Regions from separate parts of the Mus musculus genome. Here region 1 is linked to region 2. Evidence: chromatin contacts called from public Hi-C data. All regions are on one chromosome and are shown on one strand. Each heading gives the region's core, a stretch centred on a gene start, on an enhancer-like site or on the middle of the called end of the contact. The rest is flanking DNA. Distances are from core to core; before and after follow the strand shown.

Region 1 (3,246 bases), core at 357-2,856, 430 kb before region 2:
ATCCTCTCGCCTAAATCAAGTCACAGGAATTGGGGTTGTTGTCCTCTAAAGCAAGTCATAACATCTGGAAAGGTAATTTTCTTTCTCCTCTTCCTTGCAGACTCTGATTACCCAAGAGGAAAGGGTGCTTCATGCTAGGCCAAGAAGGATCAGGACAGACCTTTTTTGCTGGCTGCCTACTTGATATCAGTCTACTGGTGTCAGATTATATTCTGTTCTCCAATCAGATTTACACACAACTGACTCCAATACCTGGAGGAAGCAAAGAAGAAGAAGAAAAGGAGGAGGAGAAGGAAGAGGAGCAGAGAAGAAGAGGGGGAAGGAAAAGGAGGGGGAGGGGAGCAGGAGGAGTAGGAGGAGAAAGAGGAAGTGGGGAAAGAGGAAGAGGAGGAGGAAGAAAAAACATTTTTTCCTGAGTCCTTGAGTTTCATTATCAAAGCTTCCACCCCCCATATTTTATTAAATAGACATTTGGTGCTTCCTTTCTTTAAGCCTGTTTGCTGTTGGTACAGAAGTGTCAGCCATGACCCTTTATGATGAAGAAAGTCTCACACCTGTCTACCCTGTGATCACAAATCTCCATTGTCCATTTGATGGGACTTAGAATCACATGATACTAAAAGTCTGCCTGTGCCTACGAGGGAGCTTCTGGACTAGGTTAATTGAAGTGGGAAGACCGGCTCTAACTGAGGGCACCATCCTCCCATGGGCCTGGCTCTGAATGAATATGACGGAGAACAGGACATGAGGACCAATGTCCAGCTGTCTGTGTTTCCTGGCTGAAGATGCAATGTCACCAGCTGCCTCTGGCCCCTGCCTCTCTTCTCTGCCTTGATGAACTATTTTAGAGGATTCCCGGACTTATTCTTTTAATAACACAAGTAAGCAAACTTAGACCAAATCTGCAATATGGTTCACTTATCCAAGTACAAAGGTCAGAATTCATACTAACATGTAAAAAGCAAGTCTTCGTTGGAGGACCTGAGGTGAGCATGCCCTGGGATTTATGAGGTGGGTATTCTGAGTCCTGTTTTGTGATGTAACGTATGAGATGAGAATAACTGTGGAACCAGGTGAATAACTGGACCTACTCCCAGCCTTAGCTTAGCTACATCATCCTGGCATTGGCACCTGCCATCTTAGAGACTATCCATCTCTCAGATGGCTGAGAAGAAGGCTCCTGGCATAGTCTGGCATCTACCATCCTCCCAAGCAGACACCATATTACTCTAGAAGTTTTTGTTATGCTTGCTTTGGAAGTAAATTTTACCCATTGTTTAGTTAGCAAAACCACTTCCTAAGTATAATTGTTCAAGTCTTACAGATGTGAAGGCTGTGCCTAAGAGAAAATGTGTAGCTATTGAGCTGTTCCCTGAGTTTATTTTTATTTTAATTAATACTGCTTCCAAAGGTGGAGGTCTGCAACATTACATAATTACGAATGACTATATGACTATATGACTATACAGGTTGCTTAAGGATATAATACAAAATAAAACCATGACTAAGAATCTATATTTATTAATAAGTCCCAGATCATGAAATTGCTTTTCCCTTCCTAAACCCAGATATTCAATGACAAGTTGCTACTTCCTAATTTTAGTACTTGACAGTAGATGGCACTGCTGATTGTCAAAAGATACAAACATTTCCCTGTATATACCAATCTCTTCTTTTTTAGCCATTAAAAAAACCATCAGAACAAAACACACACACACACACACACACAAATGGTATAAAAGTAAATATTTTTATTCCAATGAGAGGTTAAAATTAAGCACATAATTGAGCTGGACATTTATGTGAGTTATGCATAGTTTATTTGAGATGCTAGGAGAAACCATAGTATGATCAGCGGCTCTCAATCTGTGGGTTGCAATCTCCTTGGCAAACCTTTATCTCCAAAAAATGTACATTATGATTTATAACAGTAACAAAATTACAGTTATGAAATACCAACAAAAAATTTTTTTTGGTTGAGTGTCACCACAATCTGAGGAGCTATAGAAGAGGGTCACAACATTGGGAAGGTTGAGAAGTGGGTACAAGTTCTCATTATCAAGAGTAAAAGTAAAATTTCATTACCAACACAAGCAATTTATTTCTGTACCATAACTTTAGGAAAAAAATGGATATTATCACAACTGAATTTAGTTGTCAAGAACAAACCAGAAAATAAAACGAAAGCACTCACCCATGGGCTCTGGAGTCTTCCAGATGGCATACAAGGATGCAGTGTGTAAAATAAGAACAAAACAAATACGTGACCTGAACTTTGGGTAAGTCACTCAGTGTTTCATGACAGGGGTCTCTCATCTGTAGACAGAACTGCTTATCTCTTGACCAATTTACATGACAATTGCAAGGATCAATTAATTGTAACATTGTAGCTTAAAATATTATATGTCATTGGTGGAACAGATCCTGTATTGGTTACTTTTCTAGTCACTGTGACAAAATGTCTGACAGAAGCAACTTAAGGAAGGAAAGACTTATTTCAGCGCATGATTTCAGTCCATCATGGCAGAGAATTATGGTGGACCCACTCACCGTACAGCTGGATGGAAAGTGCATCGCAGACCAGAACCAGAACCAGATATAATTGTAGGGTATAAGGTCTTAACCCATTTCCTCTTGAAAATTCTTAACAGAACTCCACCAATCCCTCAGCATAAAAGTCCTCTAATCCATGAGCACGAAAACCAACCAATCTCAGAGCACAAAAACGCGCTAATTCCCCTCATTGTGAAATCCCACCAATCCCTGGTCTTGCTCCGAGTACAGGACTTGAAACCTCACTAGTTCTCACTCTGCAAATCTCTACCCCGGGGAACTCCTCCCCGTCAAGCCCTATATAAACCTGACTCCTGCCCCATTCCCTGCTGCATCTATCTGCCCACAGCCCAGCAGAGGTAGCCACCTCGTGTCTTTCCCAATAAATCTCGTCTGTGAGGTTTGTTGTGTGGTGTGACTTGGTGGATATTTCTTGGCTCCAAGATGCCAGGGTACCTTCCTTCTCTGAGCTGTAATGTTTCCATCAGAGAAACCTTCCCTTTAGAACTATTACCTTCTCCTTCCTCTTAGAGCTATGACACCTTCATCAGAAAGCCCGCCCACCCCCCACCCCCTCCACCCCACTAGAGCTATAACATCTCCATAGAAGCTTTTGCTTTAGAGCCTTGTCACCTCTACCAGAAAAGCTTTTCCCCACAGAGCTGTAACACTTAAAATAACCTTCCAGGCTTG
Region 2 (3,296 bases), core at 165-2,664:
AAAAACAAGTTAGCAAGGCATACAATACCTTTTTAATCTACCCCAGCCCCTTCCAATCCAGCTTTACCTCCTTCTAAATCTTCCACCACCCACCGCTGTCCATCATCATCAACAACAACAACCCACATAACTCACCTCAAAAGGATTAAGAGGGATGATATTCTGAAGCCAAATATGAGTGACTGTGATCAGAGAAGTGGGCTAGACTAATTTCCATGTTCCAATGGGAAACAGTTCCATTAAGATTCTATAATAAATAGAATAAAGAAAGTCATGGATCAAACATCTTAAAACGCATTGGTGGAAACATTGGGTAGGTAAGTTAAAAACAAAACTCAAGATCTCTGCTATCAGCTTCTAATGACACTTTTAGCCTTTTGGATAGTGGGTCTAGCTATCTGTTCACATATTCCAAAGGATTTATCATGTGGTCTCAGAGGCTTTAGCTCTCATACAGAGGTCAATAAATGAGTTTGAAGAGCTCTGAAGATGGCCCAAGATCTGACTTTGGACTTGTAACATTCCGAACTCTCTATAATCTTTGGAAGTTTTAACCAATTAATTGGCCTTCATTGGAAGGTGCAGCTTCCTTTCAAAATAATAGTTACTTCCATTCATACTATCAACTCAAGTACCAGAAGCATGGGAGTGAGCGATGTGCCATCCATGTCTATGTATGCCAACACATTTCTGCATCACCTGTGAAGCCAGTTGCTTCATTTCTACCCTTTGTTCTGTCTTCAGCCCAGCATGAATAACACCTTTTTTGTATCTCCTAGGTTCCCATAGACAGTACTAGTAACCTACTCTGCTTTCCCTACTTGAAAGTAGACTCTGCAAGAAGGAAGCCAGTGTCTGATCCCTCTTCTCCCAGGAGTCTAGCAGCTACACTTGAAGACTGGGTAACATTTTCATAAGCTTTAATCTAAAGATTAGCCAGGTCTTACGGATACACTCTCAGCAGCTTTGTGATCTAATCTCTCATCCGTATTGATAGTTATCAAGGACTTGACTAATTCACTATCCTGTGATGCAATGAAGATAGGGGAAATTCAACAATATTAACTTCTTAATTCAGGTCACTGAATTAAAAGTTTAAGATGTCTGCAAGACAGAAGTACCCTATCAGACTTACATACCTGTCTCATTCATTTTTACATGTGTAACCTTCAAATCAATTATATAAACTGAAAAACATACAAATCTAAATGGAATTTTACTGGTTTTTAAAAAAACACTATTAAAGTAAATGAATGGATCTTTGTTTCCTCAGAAACTAGGTCAGTTGGCCACTAACACATAGAAAGTGGAAAAAAAGAGGCAGAAGTCAAAACTGGCTCAGACCACTCCTGAGTCACTTGCCTCTGGCAATGCTCTGTACATGTGTGCCAAAGTGCCACTGTCCTCATGAGGAGGAAGCAGCTGTACCTTCTCCTGCCAGATGGCCAGGGCAAAGTCCAAACTAAGAAAGCATCCATGACTTAGGGCACGCATCCCGGTGCCCTGACTGGAGTCTAGAGGACATTCATGAGAAAGGACACCTGGTAGGTAATAATTGCCAGCTGGAATCTTTTATTTCTCTTTTAATATTGACCTAGTACCAGTGTGCCTGGTCCCAAACCCACAGTAGGATATTGTGCCCTCCTGCTTGACAGCAAATGCATTCAAACCACACCTACACTTTAAAAAGTGAAATAAAAGGTTTTTCTTAAATTTATACTCCCATCAAGTTGTTTTTACTTTCCTTTACTACCAGATTTTAAAACTTTTTTTGCTCTGTCTCTGAATAAATTAAAGCTAAGGTTCACTTAAGTCATTATCCCAGGGATGGCATTTACAAAAGTTAACAACTGAAATATCATTAACCCAGATGGAATATGCACGGCCCGGAGTGGCAGCATCCAGGCAGAGGCAGTGAGGCTGTGCACGGGGCTCCAGTGAACATCGGTCCCTCGCCAGCTCTCCAGGGTTGATCAGTGAGGCATCCAGTCTAAGCCCAGGACATGAGTCAGAGCTTCCTGTTTCCCTGTTGCCTTACAGTTCTTGCCCCAAGTCTTCAACCCCTTGTTCTGGCTTAGAAAACCTAAGACAAGTCATCCTTACCCCCATGCTCCTGGCTTCCGCTGAAATCCAGGCTCCACCTCTCCCCTAAGAAATCTCAGACCACTCAACTACAGGGAGCTGTTGAAGCATATGTTCTAAAAAGATACATTGAAGACCTGACCCATGGACTTCCAAATGTAGCTCTGTCAGTAGGACAGTCGCATGTAACATAATGATGAGGCTATACTGTAATAGAAATAATTCTAATAGAAATGGTTCCTTCTAAGAAAAGAGAAACTGGGGTACACACATAATATGGTTCCAGAACAGAAGCAGGGACTAGTGCACAGCTCTAAGACCCAGAAAGCATGGGCTGCCAGAGCAGCGAGAGGAAAGAGAAGGCCTCCAACTCTTTAGCATTCAGAGGAAACAAGGCTCTGCCCAACCTTATAGTTGAGACTTTCAGCCTCCAGGCCTGCAAATGAACAGAATTCATTTGGATATCTCAGTTAATTTGCAAAACCCTTTACAATTGAATAAGAAAAGCAAGGCCTCTCTTCTTTCTTTCACAACTAGCTTCCTCCAGCTTCTAATGGTCCTTTGTTTTGCCCTCACAGAATCTCAGACTCTCAACCTAAAACACACCTCTTTTGTATTTTGAGATGCAAGTTAGACCTTGGGATGGGTGTAATGAGAAACATTCCCAAGGCATTTGAACACATGGTCCCCAGTTGGTGGTACTCTTCAGGGAGGCAGAGCCTTACTGAAGGAAGTCCAGGCATGTCACTAGACATGGCTTGGGGAGCTTACAGCCTCACCCCGTCTTCCTGTTCACTCTGTCTTCTACATGTGGGTGAAAATGTTGAAGCTAATTTCCCTGGTCCATCTGCCTGCTGCCATGCCTCCACTGACCTGATTGGTCCCCTTCCTGAATCATATGTAAAAAAAAAAAAAAAAAAAAAAAACTCTTCCTCCCATAATTCACTTTTGACTATGTTTCATCACAGCAACAAAAAGTAACTGGTACAGAGCTAAAAGGGAAAGCCTGGTTTTGTTTTGTTTTGTTTTGTTTAATTACAATGTAACACATTTGACAGCCCCATGTGATCCTCTTAGAAATGCATTGCACCATTCTTTAGAATACTTTACTTGAGGGAACAAGTCATAACAAGCCAAATGCTGTAATTCTTCTGTAGACATTCAACACTAATGTTTCTGGAGACATTTAGCTTTCTCTGACTTTTGTACATATT

The links. Hi-C and Micro-C count contacts between places; a contact is called where the count stands out from the background.
Region 1: a contact with region 2 is called in a Hi-C map of bone marrow-derived macrophages, with 34 read pairs. The contact joins two enhancer-like sites. A contact is called at or near these places in 2 of 39 promoter capture datasets (the 3T3-L1 cell line and liver), 1 of 15 datasets of contacts at CTCF or cohesin (the NIH/3T3 cell line), 30 of 484 Hi-C or Micro-C datasets (the C2C12 cell line, the HL-1 cell line, the MC3T3-E1 cell line and 15 more), 7 of 115 datasets of contacts at active chromatin or transcription factors (SST interneurons, embryonic basal ganglia, embryonic fibroblasts and 2 more) and 1 of 9 other capture datasets (embryonic stem cells).

What each region holds. Positions count from the first base shown.
Region 1 is chr17:79,566,986-79,570,231 of GRCm38.p6, reverse strand. No RefSeq gene overlaps it. Among named protein-coding and RNA genes, the nearest start is that of Rmdn2, 47 kb to the left of the region's middle. Within about 2 kb of position 1,606, at least 3 of the 459 cell types and tissues checked have an H3K27ac peak or open chromatin away from gene starts, as enhancers often do. A contact at or near this core is called in bone marrow-derived macrophages, where this site is marked.
Region 2 is chr17:79,134,704-79,137,999 of GRCm38.p6, reverse strand. No RefSeq gene overlaps it. Among named protein-coding and RNA genes, the nearest start is that of Qpct, 84 kb to the right of the region's middle. Within about 2 kb of position 1,414, at least 38 of the 459 cell types and tissues checked have an H3K27ac peak or open chromatin away from gene starts, as enhancers often do. A contact at or near this core is called in bone marrow-derived macrophages, where this site is marked.